2 separate regions of the Sus scrofa genome follow, and region 1 is linked to region 2. Evidence: chromatin contacts called from public targeted proximity ligation data. All regions are on one chromosome and are shown on one strand. The core of a region is the stretch at or near the end of the contact, and the rest is flanking DNA. Distances in the headings are between cores, read along the strand shown.

What was found.
Region 1: a targeted proximity ligation map of skeletal muscle shows a contact between it and region 2. A contact is called at or near these places in 2 of 47 Hi-C or Micro-C datasets (embryonic fibroblasts and liver) and 2 of 2 datasets of targeted methods (alveolar macrophages and skeletal muscle).

Annotation. Positions count from the first base shown.
Region 1 is chr4:14,990,912-14,994,640 of Sscrofa11.1, forward strand. The region is part of intron 3 of MTSS1 (metastasis suppressor protein 1); the gene reads left to right. Among named protein-coding and RNA genes, the nearest start is that of MTSS1, 59 kb to the left of the region's middle.
Region 2 is chr4:14,772,808-14,776,319 of Sscrofa11.1, forward strand. No RefSeq gene overlaps it. Among named protein-coding and RNA genes, the nearest start is that of ZNF572, 52 kb to the left of the region's middle.

The DNA of each region.
Region 1 (3,729 bases), core at 875-3,374, 220 kb after region 2:
TAAGAGTTTTCCTCTTTTCCGACTGTATGCCTAGGAGTCATTTTTCTTGATGAAAAAAAGAAAGAGGCAGGGGGAGGGACTTGAGTGTGATAAATTAATGAAGGCCGTGCACCTCAAATATTTATTAACATGACTGAGGTCTGCCTTACAAACTTGTCGGTAGCAAATGTAGAAGCACTTTAGGAGCTAACCTGCTACGTGAGTGTTCGAGCAGCACTATTCACAACACCCAGAAAGTGGAAACAGCCCTGCTGCCCATCACGGATAAACGGATAAACAAGTGTGGTATATCCACACAATGGAATATTACCCAACTACAAAAAAGAATGAATACTGGTATTTACTACAACTTGGATGAACCTTGAAAACATTTATATGCTACCTCATTGTCAGGCTCAAAAGGTCTTATTCTGTGATTCCATTTATGTGACATGTTCAGAGTAGGTAAATCCACAGAGACGAAAGGCAGATGTGTGATGTGGGGTGGAGACTGACTGCCATATGGGCACGGTTGCTTATTTTGCGGTGATGAAAATATTTTGGAAGTAGATAAAGAGGTGGTCATCGCACAGCATTGTTGAATGTGCTAAATGTCACTGAATTGTTCACTTTAAAATGGTTAATTGGGAGTTCCCTGGTGGTGCAGTAGGCTAAGGATCTGGTATTGTCACTGCTGTGGCTTGGGTCACTGCTGTGGCTCAGGTTTGATCCCTGGCCCAGGAACTTCTCCATGCCATGGATATGCCCCCCCCCATAAATAAAATGGTTAATTTTATGTGATGTCCGTCTCACTTCAGTTTCATTGAAAAAGTGTGTGCGCGTATGGACACACACACACAACCTGAGTCAGTGCTGCCACATATGGTGTGCCTGCCCAATTGCCAGGAGCTGTCAGTCCCTGGTGTTTTTGGTCTCTAGTCTGTAATAGAGGGAGAACTAAATACACCTTCACACATGGGGAGCCCAAGGCTCCGTGGTGATGGAACTTGCTCAAGGTCACGTCCTTAGCAGGTGGCAGCTGCAGGACTGGCTCCTGGGTTTTCCTGTGCATCTTCACTATTCCCATATGATAATGGCTGGCAGGGCGACAAAAGCTGACAAACTGGATAGACTCGTGAAAGATCAGGACTCCTCTTGAGGCTTGAGTCTGCCTCCCTCTGTAAAAGAATTTCTTGGCAGTCCCTCCGCAGAGCAGATGGGTTAGTCACCTGCGCCATATGGAGGTGTCCAGGCTAGAGGTTGAATCGGAGCTGTAGCTGCTGGCCTACACCACAGCCACAGCAACACTGTGGGATCTGAGTGGTGTCTGTGACCTACACCACAGCTCACGGCAACTCTGGATCCTTAACTCCCTAGGCAAGGACAGGGATGGAACCTGCATCCTCATGGAAACCAGTCAGGTTCATTGCCACCGAGCCGCAACACGGGACCTCCTTCCCCCACCTCTTTGAGCTGGTTCTCTTTCCTTTAAAATAGGAATAATTTTCTAAGAATTATGACAGGATCATCAGGAGTTCTTAATAAGGTGTACAGCGCCAGGGAGAGGGATGACAGTTGTAACCTATGAATATACCTGCCCTTTCTATAGTCTCGTTCCTTGCGTTTTTTGGCAAGCGTCAAGAAAAAAAATCCTTGTGCCTTGAGAGGTATATTTGGGTAATGAGATATTTCTCGGGAGCCCCGTTCTGCCTTTAAGCCGCAGTTTACCTTGAATCCTTGGCAGTTTCCCTTCTGCCCTCTGATGTGGAGGAGCCTCCGTGTCGAGAGGGGTCGGGGCTGCTCTCACAGTTGGGTGCATCTTCAAAACCAAAAAAGCTGGCTGCTTTACCAGCAGTTCACCTCATGTCATTTTTCAGGTGGATCTGGTTTCTGGTTCCATGAACCATGGCAGTGTTTGTGCAGTGCTATTAAGCTTTCAAAAAAGAGAGAGAAATACAGAAAGAAAGCAAAGCAACAGTGCTTTCAGCTGTCTAACACGTCCTGGTTCCAGCATCATGACGCCCTAACAGGAGGCAGGAGAAAGATGCTGCTTTGAATCTGGGTCTCCTTATCTTCCCGTAGTACCAGGAGTTGATGTGGCCCATCTGCCGCTTCAGAACAAACAAGAGTGAAGTCATGGTGCTTAAAATAGCGCAGGATGGAAGAGCTGGAGGCCAGCCCTTCGCTCTCTAATCTCCCTTGGGGACTTTCATGCAGGAGTTTGGCATCCCGGCCCGTGTTGGGCTCACTCAGCCAGCCACATCTGGGTCATGTATGTGCTCGTGACCTGTGTGGCTTCACGGGCAGCCCCCCTAGGAGTGATTTTCTCCGAGAGGAGGAACACGTGTGGTCCCCTCTCTGGCTTCGTGTTGCATTTTGTGCGGCCTGCCCTGCTTCACCTCTGTGGAACCGTCATTCGATGTTGAGAACCGCTTTAAAAGCACAGCTCGCCTTACTAACACAACACACTGTCCAGTGTGGACCATACAGTGACTTCATTTTTGAGTGGGGAGGAACCTAGAAGGAGACCCTGATGACTTCGTTTCAGAGCCAAGTGCATGGATTGGATTCTTGAGGCTGAACTTGAGAGGAAAGGAAGCAGACGTCGGCTTGACTCCCTTTCCCGGGCAGTGAAGGAAAGGCCATATTTCTCCACCATGCCCTTCTTGCTGCGCTGTCGTTTTCAGTGAACGAAAATACGATGAGTGGTTGAAGACCGCCCTGGGGATCCTTACAGTTCGGGAGAGTCTTGTTGCTCCACACATGCTGAACGGAAAAAAAAAAAGTGCGTCTTAATTATCATTCCCCGAGATGATTATGAAGCATGTGTTCCAGTTGACAACCCTAAAGACAGAGTGTGGATTTAGCTGCTCGGTTTCCCTTGAAACATGGGCAGGATGGCATTTACTGGGGTGGAGGCATGTAGTTTGTGTTGCGTTGGTTGGGAATTTTCCTGTAAAATCACTGAGTATAACAGAAATGGAACTTTGGTTTGTCTTATCTTTTTTTTTTTTTTTTTGCCACTTCTTGGGCCGCTCCCGCAGCATATGGAGGTTCCCAGGCTAGGGGTCGAATCAGAACTGCAGCCACCCGCCTACGCCAGAGCCACAGCAACGCCAGATCCGAGCTGTGTCTGCAACCTACACCACAGCTCACAGCAACGCCGGATCCTTAACCCACTGAGCAAGGCCAGGGATCAAGCCCGCCGCCTCATGGTTCCTAGTCGGATTCGTTAACCACTGTGCTGCGATGGGAACTCCTGGTTTGTCTTATCTTATACACATAGTCTTGATCCTGATGTGTTTGTGACTGGAGGCTCTCAATTTCTTTTTCCTAAGATATGTTTACCAAGGAAATGGATGTTGATGGTGGCAGGTATTTCTTGGGGAAGAAGTGGCTAAGGAGGGCTGGATGCTGGATGGACCTGGAAAGGAGCCCAGTTTAGAAAGACAGTGGTGGGAGCAACTCGGGCCTGATGAGCTTAGCAGCAGCAGTGATGCAATGGCACTCCAGGACAAAATGACCATACAAAGCCCCCTGAAGGCAAGTGTTCCAGAAGGTCTCAACGGAAGTGATCAACATGGAAAATTAAGGATGCTGGTGCCTTATATTTTAATATGGCATGTGTGTGGTTTGTTCTGTTTATTTATTTTAAAGGGACTTTGTGGATGTAGTTAGGGGGTGGCCTTTTTTATTTTTATTTGTTGTCTTTTCAGGGCCATACCCGCGGCATATGCAAGTTTCCAGGCT
Region 2 (3,512 bases), core at 409-2,908:
CTGGGCAGGAAGCTAGTGGGAGGAAGAGGGTCAGGGAGGGCTTCACAGAAGAGGTGACATTTGAACTAGGTGTGGGTGCTGGGCTCCTGAAAATCAGCCACCAGCCGCTTCATGGACCTCAGCCTGTCCAGTCCAGGAAGAAGAGGCCATTTCCTGGGAAAGAGGAGCCCGTGGAGAAGGCACTACTAGGAACCAGAAGTCAGAAGGAGACCCAGCAGACACCAATTCTTCTTTTAAAAATGTGTGGTTTCCAGAGCATAGATATTGCCCTATTTCCATAGCTCTCCACTGACAAATAGTGACTGCCACTCCCTGAGTTAGGCTAAGCTGGGTAAGGGGCTGCACAGCAGCAGAAGGGCCTCAAGTGATTTATTGGATGCTACATGTACGTCAGACAGGCAGGCATGGAGCTCCAGCCCTTAAAGGGAAAGGGCGTCACTGCCCCTTCCCCTTCCGTCCCCTCCACTGGCAGGAATGAGGATATTGCTCTGAGCTATTTCGGGCCATACACATGAGGTGACACCCTAAGGATGGAAAAACAGGTGACTCTGTTAAGCAAAGCCACGAACCCAACTCCAGTTTTACCTGAGACAAAAATAAACTTCTGTTATGCCACTTGGAAGTTCTCAAATGTAACATGTGTATTTATGTCCCAATATAGTAGAGCCTAATAAAAATAGGGGGAAAAAATTGAACAAATGCTCACTCGAGTATGGAATTTGTATAGATACAAATGATAATAAATGCAGTGAAAAAAACACACATAGAATATTTCCTAAGAGGATATAATTGGAGGGGGCTAATTTATAAATGTCACCCAAGGAAAGCACTTGTCATACTTCAGGCAACTATAACACAATCCACAGACTAGATAGCTTAACGAACAATGATTTCTCACAGTTCTGGAGGCTGGGAAGCCCACGATCAGGGTGCCTTCAGACTTGCTGCCTGGTGGGGACCTTCTTCCTGGCTTGCAGGCAGCTGCCTTCCTGTGTCCTCACACGACAGAGGGAAAGAAGGCTCTGGTCTCTTCCTCTTCTTATAAGGGCACTAATACCATCCTGAGGGCCCCACCCTCATGACCTCATCTAAACCTAATCACCTCTCAAAGGCCTCACCTCCAAATAACACCACACTGTGGGTTAGGACTTCAAGATATGAATTTTGGCAGCAGTGGAGGTGAGGGGAATCACAAACATTCATTCATAGCAGCTTTTCTGAAAAAAGGGATTTTGCTAAGAATGATCGCACGGGTAGGGTTTGGTCAGGGAGAAACAGAAGAGCAAGAAAAGAATGTCTGTGAAGACTCTGAGCCACAGAGAATTTGGGCACTGCTGGGATCCCAGGAAGTATAAGCATGAGCCCCTCTATGCCGAATCTTCAGTCCTCTCTCCATCTCAGGCCTACTGATGGGTGACGTGGCCTGGGCCCCTCAGAACCTGGACCAGAGGCAGCACAGCTAATTCTAATCCAGATACCTCTTGGAGGGATGGCTGAGGTGCCTCTAGAGAGATCTGGAGGACAAACACAAACCCTCTTCCTGGAGGGTGCCCCCAGGAGTCAAGCTGAGAAGCTGAATCTCAGGGCCTGAGAGGGAGAGGAAGCTGGGAAGGTTACACTGGGAAAGACCCAAAAGTGGGTCAGGAGGCGAGGAGAGACAGGTGTGCAAGCTGAGACTCCGAGGCTAAACTTAGATGTGACCTGACTGGACACCGGGGCTGCTCTGTACTGGGGGCTTGATGTGTAAGCATGGCTTGTGGTTTCACTGCCATTCCTCCCATCCAAGTACTAACCAGACCCAACCCTGCTTAGCTTCTGAGATCAGACAAGATCGGGTGTGTTCAGGGTGGTATGGCCATAGACTTCACTGCCATTTCTAAGTGTGTGCCAGACGTAGTAGCAAATGCTCTCAGTGCAGAATCTCACCTCATCCTTACACACAGAGTTTATAAGGTGGGCATTGTCTTCATTTTACAAATGAAGCAATTGGAACTCAGAGAAGATAACTGTCTAAAGCCACCAAGTGGGTAGTGCTGGCCTGGGTTGGCAGTGGATCAAAGGCGTGTCTCATCTGCCACCCACCCAAGGCCTTGCCAGGAACATCTAAGCTGTCCAGAAGAGCACATGGGCAGAGTACTGCAAACTCTGGGTCTCGTAATCAAAGACAGGCTGCGGCTGTGTTGACTTTGCTGGCCCAGGACCTAAACAAGCCAACAGCTGAATCTGAAGCCTGTAGGCAGAGGGAGAACTGCGTTTGTCATCATATCTCCCACCTGTTCTCTCATTTTATTTGCTGCATGGCCCCCAAAGTATTTGAATGTTAACGTGGCCACCATTCTAGAAAAATCTTTCTTTAGCATCAGAAGCCAGTTGAGGAAGCTTTCTTGAGCCCCTCTCCAGCCACTCTGGGATGTTGTCAGAGACCAGGAGCCTGAGTACTGACAGATGGCTTAGATAGCTAACATCCAACATGCACCATCCTTTCTCCTATTCAGGAAGGTAACGGGTAGGCAAGGACCCTGCCTTGTGAAATAGCCTTGACATGCAAGCAGGAAAGAAGTTCTTCAGGAGCAGAAGGCAGTTGTGTTTTCCCAAGCTGGAAATCAGCAGGTGGGTGGCCACTAGTTCACGGAAGGTTCCAGGGAGTGGGCTGAAAACGTCTCTGTATCTTCTCCCTGAACCTTGCCACACTGCTAACTCGCTGAGGCACTTGGGATTCCCACTGGAGAGCCCACCCACTGGAGAGCCCACCGGTCTGGTCTGGAGTTTAACCAGACACCACCATTAGGTCCACAATGCAGAGGCCTCTGCAAAGTGTTGGCCTCTGAATCCACAGTGTCTGAAGGCACCATTTGCAGACCCCGCCTTGTCATCTAGGGTAGCAACCACCTAGCTTACCTAATAATTAAAGGACTTTGAGTGCGTTTGGTTGCAAGATGCCATGGGCAAGGGAAGTCATTTTCCTGAAGTCAAAATACCTGTGTTCACTACCTTTTTTTTTTCTGAAGTCAAAATAGCTGAGTGTTAACTTTTTTTTTTTTTTAAGATGAAAGCAACTACCTTAACAATAAAACAAAATAAACTGATGCTGCCCATGGTATATCTACTGGAAAGCTTTAGTTGAGATGTCCCATAAATATCCTGAAAATTAAAGTTTAGCAAAAAAAGATGGGATGGGGGTGGGGGTCACTGAGAAGAAAGACAATATCCGCCTCTGTTGATTCGAGTGTTCAATGAGGGGAGCACTCATCCTTAACCCGAGCCTCACCCCTTGAAAAATAATCTATGCTCCAATGAAATAGGAAGGGGTGGGGCTCCTGGGTTTTTGAAATTTCTTCTCATTCTAACAATAACAGCAAAGTGAAGCATGATTTGCCCTGGGTCACAGTCTAATTGCCTCTGAGTAAGCGGGTCCTGAACATGCTATTTTTCAAAATCTCAAACCTGCTTCCCTGTTTCTCTTTTGAATTTCCTCTTCTATAACGTGTATTTATATCCTGCCTGTTATAAGC